Regions from separate parts of the Sus scrofa genome. Here all the other regions are linked to region 1. A link is a contact called in public Hi-C, HiChIP or PLAC-seq and promoter capture Hi-C data. All regions are on one chromosome and are shown on one strand. Each heading gives the region's core, a stretch centred on a gene start, on an enhancer-like site or on the middle of the called end of the contact. The rest is flanking DNA. Distances are from core to core; before and after follow the strand shown. Region 1 holds the start of VEGFA (vascular endothelial growth factor A). Region 2 holds the start of MRPL14 (39S ribosomal protein L14, mitochondrial). Region 3 has its middle 69 kb from the start of C7H6orf223. Region 4 holds the start of HSP90AB1 (heat shock protein 90 alpha family class B member 1). Region 5 has its middle 58 kb from the start of TMEM63B.

What was found. Promoter capture Hi-C pulls out the DNA fragments that hold promoters and counts their contacts. A called contact is a pair of places that touch in the nucleus more often than the background predicts. HiChIP or PLAC-seq counts read pairs in DNA pulled down with a chosen protein or histone mark.
Region 2: a promoter capture Hi-C map of fetal liver shows a contact between it and region 1, with 3 times the contacts expected there. The contact joins the promoter of MRPL14 here to the promoter of VEGFA in region 1. A contact is called at or near these places in 2 of 5 promoter capture datasets (fetal liver and liver) and 1 of 2 datasets of contacts at active chromatin or transcription factors (alveolar macrophages).
Region 3: an H3K27ac HiChIP or PLAC-seq map of alveolar macrophages shows a contact between it and region 1. The contact joins the enhancer-like site here to the promoter of VEGFA in region 1. A contact is called at or near these places in 4 of 5 promoter capture datasets (fetal liver, fetal skeletal muscle, liver and 1 more), 11 of 47 Hi-C or Micro-C datasets (adipocytes, adipose tissue, alveolar macrophages and 6 more) and 2 of 2 datasets of contacts at active chromatin or transcription factors (alveolar macrophages and skeletal muscle).
Region 4: a contact with region 1 is called in a Hi-C map of liver, with 5 times the contacts expected there. The contact joins the promoter of HSP90AB1 here to the promoter of VEGFA in region 1. A contact is called at or near these places in 1 of 5 promoter capture datasets (fetal liver), 5 of 47 Hi-C or Micro-C datasets (fetal heart ventricle, heart right ventricle, liver and 2 more) and 1 of 2 datasets of contacts at active chromatin or transcription factors (alveolar macrophages).
Region 5: an H3K27ac HiChIP or PLAC-seq map of alveolar macrophages shows a contact between it and region 1. The contact joins the enhancer-like site here to the promoter of VEGFA in region 1. A contact is called at or near these places in 4 of 5 promoter capture datasets (fetal liver, fetal skeletal muscle and liver), 35 of 47 Hi-C or Micro-C datasets (adipocytes, adipose tissue, alveolar macrophages and 18 more) and 2 of 2 datasets of contacts at active chromatin or transcription factors (alveolar macrophages and skeletal muscle).

What each region holds. Positions count from the first base shown.
Region 1 is chr7:38,745,813-38,748,512 of Sscrofa11.1, forward strand. It overlaps VEGFA (vascular endothelial growth factor A), which reads left to right and starts at 1,286. Exons shown (of 7, transcript NM_214084.1): 1 at 1,286-1,357. The coding sequence starts at 1,292. It overlaps LOC106504420 (a long non-coding RNA gene), which reads left to right. Exons shown (of 3, transcript XR_001297869.2): 3 at 1-556.
Region 2 is chr7:39,136,952-39,139,651 of Sscrofa11.1, forward strand. It overlaps MRPL14 (39S ribosomal protein L14, mitochondrial), which reads right to left and starts at 1,385. Exons shown (of 3, transcript XM_001929561.5): 1 at 1,263-1,385. TMEM63B (CSC1-like protein 2) reads left to right here and starts at 733. Exons shown (of 24, transcript XM_005666056.3): 1 at 733-1,007.
Region 3 is chr7:39,061,492-39,064,191 of Sscrofa11.1, forward strand. No RefSeq gene overlaps it. Among named protein-coding and RNA genes, the nearest start is that of C7H6orf223, 69 kb to the left of the region's middle. Within about 2 kb of position 1,385, at least 30 of the 83 cell types and tissues checked have an H3K27ac peak or open chromatin away from gene starts, as enhancers often do. A contact at or near this core is called in alveolar macrophages and retroperitoneal adipose tissue, where this site is marked.
Region 4 is chr7:39,242,391-39,245,090 of Sscrofa11.1, forward strand. HSP90AB1 (heat shock protein 90 alpha family class B member 1) reads left to right here and starts at 1,384. Exons shown (of 12, transcript NM_001244433.1): 1 at 1,384-1,625.
Region 5 is chr7:39,077,893-39,080,592 of Sscrofa11.1, forward strand. No RefSeq gene overlaps it. Among named protein-coding and RNA genes, the nearest start is that of TMEM63B, 58 kb to the right of the region's middle. Within about 2 kb of position 1,284, at least 37 of the 83 cell types and tissues checked have an H3K27ac peak or open chromatin away from gene starts, as enhancers often do. A contact at or near this core is called in alveolar macrophages, fetal skeletal muscle and retroperitoneal adipose tissue, where this site is marked.

The DNA.
Region 1 (2,700 bases), core at 36-2,535:
ATAGGTCATGTTGAGGCTGTGACCCTTGGTGGGGGTCGAGCTTCCCTTCGCTGGGGTGAAATGGGGGCCCAGGCTTCGTTCGGTATCCCTAGGGAAAGGCAGCGCCAGGGGTCGGAGCCGCGCGCGGAGGGGACGGACTCCAGGGTTGAGGCTGGGCCTGTCCCCGCCCCTGGGCGTGTCGGGGGCGTGCCGGGGCGGGGCCAGGCCTTCTTTTTAGTCAGCTTCTAGCGGTGAAGAGCGCAGAGGCTTGGGGCAGCCGGGCTGCTGGGAGGCCGCGGCACTGGGGGCGAGAGGAGCCGGCGGCAGCGGCGCTCGGTCGAGAGACGCATCCGCAAGGCGGACGAGCCGGCGGGGTCACCAGCTTGGGGGTCTCCGCGCTGGAATTTGATATTCATTTATCCAGGGCTCACCCTCCTCCTTTTTTTCGGAGACATTTTTGGAAAACCGTATTCTTTTCCGTTTTAATTTATTTTTGCTTTCCATTCCCCGCTAAATCGGGCCGATCGTTTGGGGAGATTGCTCCTTTACTCCCCCAAATCACTTCGGATTTTGGAAACCAGCAAAGAGAAGAAAGAGGTAGCAAGAGCTCCAAAGAGAAGTCGAGGAAGAGAGAGAGACCGGGTCAGAGAGCGCGCGCGGGCAAGCAAGAAACGAGAGGGACAGGGGCAAAGTGAGTGACCTGCTTTTGGGGGTGACCGCCAGAGCGCAGCGTGAGCCCTCCCCCTCGGGATCCCGCGTCGGACCAGCAGCGCTGACGGACAGACAGACAGACACCGCCCCCCGCCCCAGCGCCCACCTCCTACCCGGCCGGCGGCCGACCGTGGACGCGGCGGCGAGCCGCGGGCAGGAGCCGGAGCTCGCGCCCGGAGGCGGGGTGGAGGGGGTCGGGGCTCGCGGCGTTGCACTGAAACTTTTCGTCCAACTTCTGGGCTGTTCTCGCTCCGGAGGAGCCGTGGTCCGCGCCGGGGCAGCCGAGCCGAGCGGAACCGGGAGAAGTGCTAGCTCGGGCCGGGAGGAGCCGCAGTCGGAGGAGGGGGAGGAGGAAGAAGAGAAGGAAGAGGAGAGGGGGCCGCGGTGGCGACTCGGCTCTCGGAAGCCGGGCTCATGGACGGGTGAGGCGGCTGTGTGCGCAGACAGTGCTCCAGCCGAGCGCGCGCCCCAGGCCCTGGCCCGGGCCTCGGCTCCGGGAGGAAGAGGAGCCCGCCTGGGCGCTGAGGAGAGCGGGCCGTCCCGCAGCCCGAGCCGGAGAGGGAGCGCGAGCGGCGCCGGCCCCGGCCGGGCTTCCGAAACCATGAACTTTCTGCTCTCTTGGGTGCATTGGAGCCTTGCCTTGCTGCTCTACCTCCACCATGCCAAGGTAAGCGGCCGTGCCCGCCTGGCGCCGCGGGCCGCTGCGAGCGCCTCTCCCGGCTGGGGACGTGCGTGCGAGCGCGCGCGTGGGGGCTCCGTGCCCCACGCGGGTCCTTGGGCACCGGGCGCGCGGCTTCCCCTCTATCCTCGTACATGTAGGGGGAGGGGGCGCGCGCTAGGTGGGAGGGCACCGGGCTAGAGTCTCACCGCCCACGCGGGCCCTGCCCACCCACCAGAGTCACCGCACGTACGATCTGGGCCGACCAGCCGAGGGCGGGAGCCGGAGGAGGCGGCTGAGGGGGCTGGGCTTGCGCTGCCGCCGGCGGCTGAAGTTTGCTCCCGGCCGCTGGTCCCCGAGAACTGGAAGTCCGGGCAGCGGGGGCGGGAGTCGGAGCCCAGCGGGCGGGGGTGGGGGTGCTCGGACCTTGGACCGGAGGAGGGCAGAGAGCGTAGAGGGGGCAGGGCGCCGGCAGGAGAGGGGGCTGGCTGTCACTGCTGCTCGATCTCTGCGGCCCTCGCCGCGAGTTGCGGAAAAGTTTTTGGGTGGATTGCTGCTGGGACCCCCTCCTCTCCGCCGGACCACCTGCGCCGCACCACCCCCGCCCGTCCTCGCTCGCGTCCCGCTCGGTGCCCGCCCTCCCCCGCCCGGCCGGGCGCGCGCGGCGCGGAGCCGATTACATCAGCCCGGGCCTGGCCGGCCGCGTGTTCCCGGAGCTGCGGCGGCCCGAGCCGGGAGCCCGGGGCGGCAAGCGGCGCCCCTCCCCCCGCCGGCCCTCCGCGGGAAGGTGACCTCTCGAGGTAGCCCCAGCCGGAGGACCCGGAGAACCACCCCTATCCCCTCCCGCCGTTCCCGGCCCCTAACCCCGTCCTAGGAGGAATTTCCTGACGCCCCTTCCCCATTTCCTCCTTGGCTCGAAGCGAAACCCTTGTCACCCCTTTATTTTCACTCCCTTATGCCGAGAAGACCCATCTAACCCCTCGCTGGCCCCAGAGTCCGGGGGAAGAATGGCCACTGTCAGGAGTCGGGCTGCTGGGGCCCAGCCGGTGCTTTGTCGAGACTCTACCTAAAGTCCCGACTTGGTGACAGCCTGCTTCCTTCTCCTCCCCCACATTTCCGAGGGAGCTGTACTTTAGCTTTTATGGGGGTGGCCTAAGGGAGGGTTTAAAGAGTGTCGTTTTCCCATTTTACACTTTTAGGGAAAATGGTTGGAAATTTGCTGTGACATGGGCAGTGTGGGACCAGCCCTCCCTGAACCTTTGGAGGGAGCTCCTGCCAGCCTTGCAAACACACTTTGTTCTGGTGAAATGGGCGTTGGAGCAGGAGCAGGTGGTTTGGGAACTCCAAACTTG
Region 2 (2,700 bases), core at 135-2,634, 390 kb after region 1:
AGGGGTCCAATCAGAGCTGTAGCCACCAGCCTACGCCAGAGTCACAGCAATGCGGGATCCGAGCCACGTCTGCAACCTACACCACAGCTCACGGCAATGCTGGATCCTTAACCCACTGAGCAAGGGCAGGGATCGAACCCGCAACCTCATGGTTCCTAGTCGGATTCGTTAACCACTGCGCCACGACAGGAACTCCATTTCTTAAATGATAGCCACGATCCACCAAATGGACTTCCAATCAACCAACGGGATGCAGTTTGAATGAGGATTCAGTTTGAACTGCATCAAAACCTTACAGTTATATCCCACAAGCTACTAATGAACTCTTTTAAAAAAAAAACAGCAGACAGCAAAGACACTGACCAACCACAAGAACCAGACACACCAGGTAGGCAGTGCCCTTCCTCGGTCCAGCAGCCCAGACTGAAGCATCTCCCAACCTTCCCACTTTTCCCCAGCAGCCTAAGTCGCTCTTTTGTGAAACCCTTTATCAATTCAGTCCATTCAATCTCTTAGGGTGGCAAAGTTCAATTACTGCCCATCGTGTAAAGCACTATTTCTCTTCTGTCCCAGACTGTCTCTCTTCAAGCCTGAAGGGATAAGACCCTTCCAGGAACCCAAAATTGAACGAACAAGTTGGTACTCCGTGTGACTTTGTGATCTGTCCTGTGGGTAACATACAGGAGTATGCACACGCGCAGACACACCCACACCCACATCTCTCTCATCTTCCCAGTCTTAATCCCTGGCAGATGCAGCCTCTGGTGAAATGAGAAACCTGGGAACCCCCTGGGGCCGGGGGAGCCACTCATCGGCATGACAGTGAAAGCGGTGGACTCATTCTCCACAGTACAGAAGTGCCAGCAAACGAGTCACAAAGTCATCTCAGGGCCCGGGTTGGAAAAGGAAAGGGAGAAGTAGACAAACCCGAGGAGCTGCGCCAGAGTGACCGACCGAGGCCACCTCGCGTGGCCGGCCAGCACCCCGCCCCTTCCTCGGGAAAGTAGGTAAGCGGGGGCGCGGGGTCGCAGAGGCCACGGGAGCCCGGGCGACCTTGGGGAGTGGGAGGGCGGAGGGTCTGGGTTAGAGGCCTCCCTCCCCGTCGGGACCCTCCCACTGCCCCTCTGCCCCCAAAGGGCCCAAGATCCTCCCCTTCCTCACCCACCCAGGGGAGTCCGCCTCCCCTACTGCGGGGAGCAGAGAGAGAGGGGAAGCAGCAGAGTTAGGAGCGTGACGTCCCCTACCCGCCCCCCACTCCATACCGCCTTCGCCGCCCTGGAATATCCCGCTGCAGGCCCCACTGGCCCAGGGCCGCCTTCCCCCCCACGCGGCCTGTAGTCCTGCGCCTGCGCATCGGACCCAGCTGGGCGGGCGGCGATCTGAGAGTGCGCGCGCGCCTTGCGTGAGCTGGCGTGGGGGGTGGGACCTTCGTGGCCACGCCCCTCCTCCTCCCCCTCCCTCCTCCCGCTCCCCCTCCCCCAGACACAGCCGCGGCCGCCGCAGGAGCCCGGAGCTCGAGCCGCCCAGCGACTCCCCCTCCCCCTCCCCCAGCCCCGCCCCGCCCCAACCCGGGGCTCGGAGCTGGAGCCGAGTCTGCGCCTGGGGGTGAGTACGCGACCCTTCCCCGGCCCCCTCTCTTTTCTTTGAGGATCCCACCACCATCCAAAGAAAAACCCCGGACTCGGCTGCGCGTCCCCTCCCTTCAGCCTCCTGCGGGACCCAGAGGTGCCCGGGCCCGCGGGACCCAGTGGTGCCGGGCGCTGCCCCCAACCCCGCACCATCCTGAAGCAATAATATGAGTCCTCCACCCCCTACAGGGGGTCCAGAGGTACACCGCCTTGTGTCCCCACCCCTTGAGAGATCCGAGGGGTGGGACCCCTCTCCCCTGGCCCCCTAGCTCCTCTCTTCTCCCACCTGCCCGGTCCAGGTGCGCGTCCCCTCCGCGCCCCTCCGGGGTTCCAGCTGCGCCCCATCAGCCCGCCGCCGCTGTGGGGAATCTGCCGCCCCCGCCCCCGAGTTTTGGATTCCACTGTCGCCAAGTCCAATGCCCTCGGTGTCTTTTATCTTTTCTCCTGCTCCAGGGGCCGAGTACCCCCGAGGTCGGCCCGGGGTAGGGGTTTGGGCTCCGGCAAAGGCAGGGTTCGCGAGTGCTGGCATGAGGCCGGCCGCTGCCCCAGCCCGACTAGGGACTGGTTGGAGGACTGGGGAGGCGACTGGCCCCGGGAGCGTGTCCTCTCCTTGCGCCCCGCACAGTGCAGTTCATTCATGAGCTGCCCGGGCCTGCCTTGGAGGGTGCGGTGGGGAAAAGATTCGGACGCGGAACCGGAGTGGGGCAAAGGCCCTGTTGGGGGGAGGGGGTGTGCTTTGTCCCTCCTGGCCTTCTTGACTACCTAGAGAGGACAGTTCCAAAGCTTTGGCGCCTTGTTCCCCAGAAGAGAAGGACGCTTGGGAAGTGGCGATGAGAGGTCAGAGGGGCCGGCTGCCCTTGAGGCTCTGTGCTGCCACCTGCCTAGGTCCTCTGGGTGGAGGTCTGGCCACTCAGCGCTCCACTTCCCAGGAGGCGGGTGGGGGGCGTTCGGCCAGCCGGAGGGTCAGGACTCCTGTACCTAGGACCACTCTGGAGCCTCTCCCTGGGTCTGCAGCAGCCCGGGATGAGTGAGGCTATGCCCAGCCCCTCCTGAGGAGGGGTTCCCAGTCCTG
Region 3 (2,700 bases), core at 135-2,634, 320 kb after region 1:
AGCCTTAAAAAGCAAAAAATGCAGAGTCCTAAGATCCTTCTAGACCTAGAGAATCAGAGTCTCTGTGAGTGGGACCCAAAAGTCTATATTTAAATACAATATTTGAACGTCCTCCCACTCAGCACGGCCCCAACCTCAGACCACGGAGATCCCCACAGAAGGCAAAATCAATCTGCACTGGTTATTTCTGGAGGGATGGGAGCATCCCTGCCTCTGGGCCTCCTTTTACTCCTAGGATCCTTCACTCTCCCTCTCCTGGAACTGAGGCCCAAGCAGGCAGAGTCAGGCCAAAGAGGGCAAGAAAACAGGTCTCCAACGTGTCTTGGAGGGGGATGTCCAAAGCATGGGGCCAGAGGACGAACGGGGTCAACAGGGCCACCTCTCTGTCCACTGCAGGGGTGCAGGTGGAATTCAGAGGGACTGACACCCTAGGCGGTGCCAGGGGCCCCACCAGCTGGGGCTGGAGGACCAGATGCTCTTAGCACAGCCCCTCCGCCTGAAGCACCAGGGGAACCCTCTCCCCACTCCGTCTTCCCCTAAACATCTCAGGACGTGATGGGAGCACCGCCCCAGGCTCCCTGAGCCGCGGGGGCAGCAGACACTGGTCTTCAGTAAGGAGTGGAGAGGGATCAGCACACATCACATCACCCTTGGCACAGCCCCCATTGGCGGGCACCCTGCCACCGTGTCAGCCAGCATTCTCCCTGCAGAGGCCTTGTGAGCAGAGGAGGGAGGCCGGGGGGTTGCACCCACTAGCAACGGCCCAGGCCCCTAGAAGCCCCCGACCCCCACCCCTTCGCCCCCGGGCCCTGCCTTCCCTGGGTGCGGTTGGTAGTTCTTTTTTATCTGTGTGACCATTTGCTTTCAGCCTCTCCTCCAGGCTCCGTGAGAACAAGACTGAGTCTGCGCCGTTCACCAGTGTCTCCAGAGCACCTGGCAGGTTTGTTGAAAGAAGAAGAAAGGAAGAAAGGAAGGAAGCTTGAATGAAAGCGCCCCATTCCTGTCCACACCCTTGCCCTTTGCACAGAACCTGCAGGTGCCCAGACTTGGGGGATGGAGCCCATCTTGCCAGAGCTGGGAATCCAAGGTCAACCCCAGAGCAATTCTAAGGCTGTTTGTTAATCAAGGAAGACTTCCCTGTGGAGGGGGCAAGGATCCTGCCGGGTGGCGGGGGGTGGGGAGGGGGGCATGCACGGCGGGGGTGGGGTGGGGAGGGGAGTCCCACCTCACATCTGCTCTTCCTGTTCATCGCCTATTTCCGGCGGGAAGTCCCAGAGGCCAGAGGTTACGTCTGGGTCTCAGGGCCCTCCTCCGTACACCCTCATCGGAGCTGCGCGTGGCAGGCCCAACCATCGGCGGCCTGCTGTGACTCACAGCTCATGAGCCTTTCCTCTTGGCCAGAGATCATCAGGGAGCAGATATTACAGTAACATTACTAACCACATGTCATGGCCATGACCGAGCTTATGCTCAGAGCACCTCCCCCCACCCCGAGGGCACAGTCGTGACCTCACCCTTGAGGGTCAGCAGCAAGGAAAGGCCGTCCTTTCCAGAGGCAGGGGGATGGCCTGGATGATGCTGGTCTGCTGGAGAGTCTGGCTGCACACGCTCGCCTCTCTCCCACCCCAAGCGGCCCAGTTGGGGGAGAGGCTCAACCCCCCGCTGCTCCCGCCCCACCAAGGTGGCCAGGAGGGGGAAGGGGAAGTGGCAGAGGTTTCCCTGTCCTTGCCTTCCTCACTGCCTGGGCCAGGATGCTCATGCTGGGGAAAGTGGCGTCTGAGGATGTGGCCGCAGTGGCCGGCTCCTGGCGCCAGCAGAAATCCCCAAACCCGTCAGTGGACCCTGTTCAGACGCGTCTGCTGACCATGGCACTGAGTAAGTGCTGAGGAGACACTGCAGACTGATGTCACACCACCCCGCCTGCCCTCTCCTCCAGACAGGCCCTCCTGGAACCCAGACCATTCCAGTTCCTCCTGTCAGACCCCGAGACGGCCTGGGGCATCCGCTCCTCCAGGGAGGACTCCCTGGGAAAGAAAGGAACGTGCAGGACCTGGGCTCAGAGCCCAGCTGGGTGCTCATAGCAAAGTCAAACCTCTCTGGGCCTCGATTTCCCCAGCTGTAAAGTGGGACTAAGATGAGCTGCCCCTTGGGCGGCCATGAGAAGAAGTGCACCTGCACCGGCCGGGCAATGAACAGACTACAGCCCATGGCAGCCAGTCTTGGTGTTGCACTGCTGCCATTAATAGCTCCAGGCAGGCAATATCGAGTCTCAGGAGGAACTGGGGCATCAGGGAAGGGAGGGAAGCAGGGCTGTAGGAGGGGGGAGTTGGGAAGGCCCCGACCACCCTCTATGGGTTATGGACTAAAGGAACGAGGGGCTGGTGGCAGACACTGTTGCCCTCCAAACATCCCACCCTCCCCAGTTTTCAGCAAGACCCCCATGGGAAAGCATCCCTTGGGCCAGGGATGGCTGGGGGACTGAGAGATGGCCAGGGGGGTATAAGCAGAGTGTGACTTCCAGGACATTTCCTTAAAGGGAAGATGCAGGCTCTTCTTCAGTGCTGTCTTCCTCCTTCCCACTGGCTGGAGCTCCAGCGGCTGTCTTGAGCCATGAAATGACCTTGGACATGGAAATGACACCTAGCAAATCAATATGCTAGAGGGGGCCTGGGCCCCTGATGGCACCTAGCTATCAACCCA
Region 4 (2,700 bases), core at 134-2,633, 500 kb after region 1:
GGTCTGCGGGTCGGAGGTATCCCTCTCCCAAGCATTCCAGGGGCGGACAAAGTGGGCCACGAAGGGAGTTGAGGGAGTTGCTGGGCATCCACAAGGTCACGGCGCAGGGAGCGGTCATTCTCTCCCGGAGGGGCTGTGGGGCGGGTGAGCTCCAGAGATGAGGCCTTGGAAAGGCGAGGACAGCGTACCCGCCCCGAAGGCAAGCAAAAGCGGCAGGGCCAGGCGAGGCAGCTGGGCCGGCGCTTGGCTTGGGGGCTCCGGCGCCGCAGCAGCTGAAGGGGAACAACCTGGTTCTGCCCGCCAGGAGCGAGCAGCCCTTTGGCCAGCATGAAGGCGCTGGTGTCTTCATGCCACCTCCTAGAACCCCCGCCACCCAGCGGGGGTCCCTGGAGATCCTCCCCTCCCCAGACCTAGACAGTTGCAGGAGGGGAAAGAATTTTTGTAAAAAGAAAAGGAAACCAGATTGTATGTGCATGCCCCTGCGTGCGACACGCGTGGGCGGCTGCAGAGGCTGGGGAGGGTTTCTCAGGTAGCGACGCCACCCTCAGTCTCGGCTCCGAAGGCGGTTCTCGCAGAGCCGCCCCAATAACCCGTGTGCTGTGTGACTGACGGGGGAGAAAGGGGGGATCATCCCTGTTCCACCCCACCCTGGACGCAATGCTGAGCGAGCTGGGTCTGGCGGGTGGCGAAGAGGGTGCCGGGTGTAGTTGCCCGCCAGCAACATAGGATCGAAGTTGCCCACCTCTCCCGGAGATTCAAGCATAACGTTGGAGAGGCGGAGCCGCCGCAGAGGCACAGCCCAGTCCGCAGAAAAAGGGGTGGAGCCCCAAGGGAAGAGGGCGGGGCGGGGCGGGACAGGACCGTAGAGGCGGATCTGGAAACTGCTGGAAGATCGCAGCACCGCCACTGTCGCTCCTTCCGCCGCTTGCAGACAAAGAGTGCCCTCCACACCCGAGCCGGCGACCTTCTAGCAGCGGAAGCCACGCCCCGCAGCGAGACGCTGGCACTGCCCATTGTCCCCTGGGAGTGCCAGGGTTCGCGGGCTGCCCAAAGTTCGGCTTCAAATTCCCCAGTGTCCCCGGAAAGGACCCTTTCCCCTTATTGGGCAGTAGGAATGTGTAAGGAAGATTGTAGCAGGGAGGGAGCATAGGTGGGAGTAGTTGGTCCCCTTTCAGGTGTTCCTCTGGGATTCTTTGGTGTGGAGGCACCTGCTCTACAGGTTTTTACTGAGGTCAGCGGGGATTCTGTTCCCTAGAGCCACGGCATTTGTCCTATGAGTATACCCAACATCTAGCTCTGGTGGTGTCCTGTCTTCAGGACGCGGAGATGGGACTAAGAAAAAGTCTACACATGCGCGCCCTTGCTCTTCACCGCCCCCTCCCCTATTTTGGACCATGACGTAAAGGTGGGCGGGCAGCGGCAGGTGCGGGGCTGACAGACAGCCTCCTTTAAGGCGGAGGGATCTGGGGGCGGGCAGCGAAGGTGTGCTTCGCCTTATATAAAGCGACTGGGGTCTCACAGCCGTTCTCTTGAGTCACCCCCCGCGCAGCCTTGTTCTGGCGTGAGAGCCGGAGGCAGTCCTTCCCCGCTCAGCTTTGTGGTGTTTGTGATCCTTATCCTTTAAGGTAAGGTTGCACTCTTAAGGCATTTCTGGTTAAATTTCAGGTTGCTTTCGTCCATTCTGTCCTTTCTGAGACCCAAGTTTTTGTCGTGCTGGGGCGGTTTGCTGGACAACGCTCCCAATTTTTTTAGAGGGTGGGTGGAAGGGAGCTCTCGAGTTTAGCTTTTCCTTCCATGCTTGGTGTCGGGCCTTCTAGGCGGCTGTTAGGCCTGGGCGAGTGGGGCTGGGGGACTGGGCGGCTACACGTGGTAGCCGCGCCGGCCCGGGACGCTGCCATGTTTGCCCCTCTACTTCCGGACGCGACTACGGGGCGCCAGAGGGTGGGCAAGGTTGGTGGGTGTGCGGGCCCGGTGTGACTCAGCACAGCATGGTTCTGGGTAGGTTTTGCCATCTCTTTTATAGAAGGGAGTTTTTCTAGTCCTTAGTGTGAGGGTTTGCGGCAAAGGATGCTTTGGAGCTCCAGTGGCCCATCGTGCTTCCTGCTTCGAGCTCATTCCTGCAGTCAGGGTGGAGGGGTAGCGGAGGAGGCAGGCTTGAGAATTTATGGGAGCATTTCTTCGTCGTCCTCTTTTCTCCCCGTTGGCTGGAATTGTTCTGGAAGGTTCTGGAACTCGGCGCCCCGCCCTGGTGCCCGGATGCTGAGGCGAAGGGAGGCTGCGCGGTGGCGCCCCCTCCTCGCGTGGTCCTGGCCGACGCATGTCCGGCATCGACGAGCGTCGGCCCCGCGGACTACGCCACCATCTTAGTTGTATTTGGTTTGGTCCTGTACCTCAGTCACGTGTGCTACAGGGACAGAGTGGAGCCTTTTGCTTTATCGGTTCTTTGTCTTAATGGCATCCCAAGTGGGTATCCCACGATTCTCTCGCGTTAGCCTCCCTTACCACGTGAGGTAGCAATTTCACATCTTCCTGGAGGTGAAGGGAGAGCAGTTTCAAATGATAGCCCCTTTAAGGTAAAACTGGTCTGTTTGGGGGGGGGGCTCCCTCCCCTCCACCAGAAATGGTAGAACCGTAGTTACTAATTTGTACATTTGAATATGTATGTAGGTCTTCTGCTTATTCACATTTAAGAAACCGGGG
Region 5 (2,700 bases), core at 34-2,533, 330 kb after region 1:
TGTGCTCCCCTTAGACGGGAAACTGAGGCTCAATGAGAAAATTTGAGCAAGGTCAAGTTAACATGTGAGAAAAAACCCTCAGCCACCTTCACCCCACATGCCACCAGCCAGTCCCCTTCAACTCATCCCCTCTAACAGGAGGTCCAACAGGTGGCCAGTCCTATTCAAACCCCCCATTTGAGGAGTTCCCATTGTGGCTCATCAGGTTAAGAACCTGACTAGTATCCATGAAGATGTGGGTTTCATCCCTGACCTCGCTCAGTGGGTTAAGGATCTGGCGTTGCCGCAAGCTGTGGCATAGGTCACAAATGTGCCTTGGATCTGGCATTGCTGTGGCTGTGGCTGTGCCAGCAGCTGCAATTCTGATTCCACCTCCAGCCTGGGAACTTCCATATGCCATGGGTGCGGCCCTAAAAAAAAAAAAAAAAACAACCTTTGCAAGGGCCTGCACCTGCCTTGCCCAAGGCCGGAGCAGCACAGAGAGGCCTCATCCCATGCCTCTGAGGGGCAGGGAGGGTGGAGTGAGGTGCCAGCCTATGCCAACTAGGGAAGGAAGGGGCAGCCTCCAGGCCACCCATTTACCAGCTTCCAGGGTCAGGAGCTCAGAAAGTGGGGAGGGTGCCTGGGGAATTAGGAGATCACTTCCAAGATGAGCACTGCCTGTCACAGGCTGGCATGTCCTCTCCCCACAGACTGTGTTCACCATACCACACCTTTGCCAGCAGTGTGGGCAGAGCCCAGTCCTCTCCTGGATGCCGCAGGGAGTGGGAGTTGTACAGGTGACATACAGAGGGAAGAGGTGACAGGGATAGAGGTCAAAGAACTCATTTGTTTGTCCTTGACAGCCATCTGTCAAGGGCCTCTAGAGGCCTCGTATGGCCTGCCCTGGATTCTGGTACAGCTGAGAGCTCCTGGGGCAAAGGTGGAACTATAGAGTTGTGAATCTAGTCCCCAAGGGACCAGAGTTTTCAGCCGTCTGTGACCCCCAGCCCAGGACCCAGCCAACTGTCAAACAATGACCCAGGGGATGAAGAGGGCTAGAGAATCAATTCATTTCAGCACCCAGCTACCGTGAAGCGCCTACTGCGCGCGAAGGTCCGTGCCGTTGGAGTGGATGATGAAAAGGGGCCTGGGGAGAGGTAGGGTTTGCTGGAAGGCGGACAGAATGCAGAGGATGACCCGGAGCGGAGGGTACCCCACCACCGAGCATCCCCATCCACCGCGCGCAGAGGAGCCGCGCGCTCCAGGGACCGGCGCGCGCGCTCCGGGCCGGCGCCGCACGCGCACGCGCACCCGCAGCCGCTCCCCCGCCCGTGCGGCTCCGGCTCCCGCGCGCGCGCACTTGAGGCCTCCCTTGTGCGTCTCCTCCATTCGCTACGTGCAGAATGGTCCGTCGGCAGCAGCTGCAGCGCCGGGTGGGAGGGGGAGGAGGAGGGGAGGGGGAGGCGGCGCCCAGGTCTGGAGGAGGGGCCGTGGCGGGACGGGACGCCGAGGGCTGGGGGAGAGGGGCTGCGAGGGGACCCTGGGTGGGCGCCACGCTCTCCCCCTCCCCCCCTCGCCGTCGCTCCCTACTTCAAGGCCATTCCGGCCAGCCCCCTGTTCCCTCCCTGGACGTCTCGGAACCTAGCCGACCAAGAGGGTTTTTCTCCGTGTTGTCCTTTCCCCCAAAACCCAAAACCCAAACCCAAGAAAGAACCACTCCTGCTGTCCCCGCTCCCCTCTTCCCCTTCCAGTACCATTCCCAGGCTTTTGTGTGAGTGAGATGACCCACAGCCAGTGCTTCTCCATTCCGCCTTTCATGGGGTGGGGTCCCTAAGAGGTACTGTAGCCTCATCCTCCTCTCTCTTACCACCCTCCCGGAGGAAGGGAGATGGACAGGATGGACGCTGGAGTCTATTTCCCAGGGTTTCCACAGGGGTAAGCCCAGCGTCTCATACACGCACTCGAAGAGGGCGGCAGAAAGGTCTGATGGCCCCGAAGAACAGGCTGCTCTATGTCCAAAGGACTGAATATTAGGAGGATCCCCCCTGGACTGGCATGAATTCACTGGCCTTACGGGGCTGTGTCCTATACACCTGTGTGTAAAGAGCTCCCCAAGAATGCAGTGATTAGAAGCCACCAAAGGATGGATGATATATCTCTGGAAGATCCCAGACAGACCAGCCCCCCGGTGCTGCCAGGAATCCAGATGTGGCCCAGATGTCCACAGCAGCTCCTCCCACAGGGTGGGACACCAGCTATTCTATACAGCCCCTCCCAACACTTCTCTCAGGGTCAGGGGAGGAAAGCTGGCGACCTCCAGTGCCCCGTCCTCATTTGGGCTGCTGGGAGGGGGCAGCGCCTTCATCCTCTGCCCTCCAGGGGCCACCTGGGTTCACGTCCAAGGCAGCCACCTGGGTTCAACATGTGGTCCAATCTCTAGCCCTCTGCTGACAGGTTAAGTCTAGATCGCCAGGAAGAAAGGCGTCCTGGGTCAGTTTCCTTTCACACAATCGGACCCATGAGCCTGGGTTTTGCACAGTGCCTCGATCCAGGGAAGCGGATTCGCTCCCTCCCCGGTACCTCCGGCTTTTGGGAGGCGCCCTCTGCTGGCCACTGGGAACTGATGGAAATGTATTTGCATTTGCTGCTGCACTCATGGATCTGGAAAAGGGGACAAAAACTCAGAGAAACAAATGAAAACCAGGAGCCAAGGAAGAG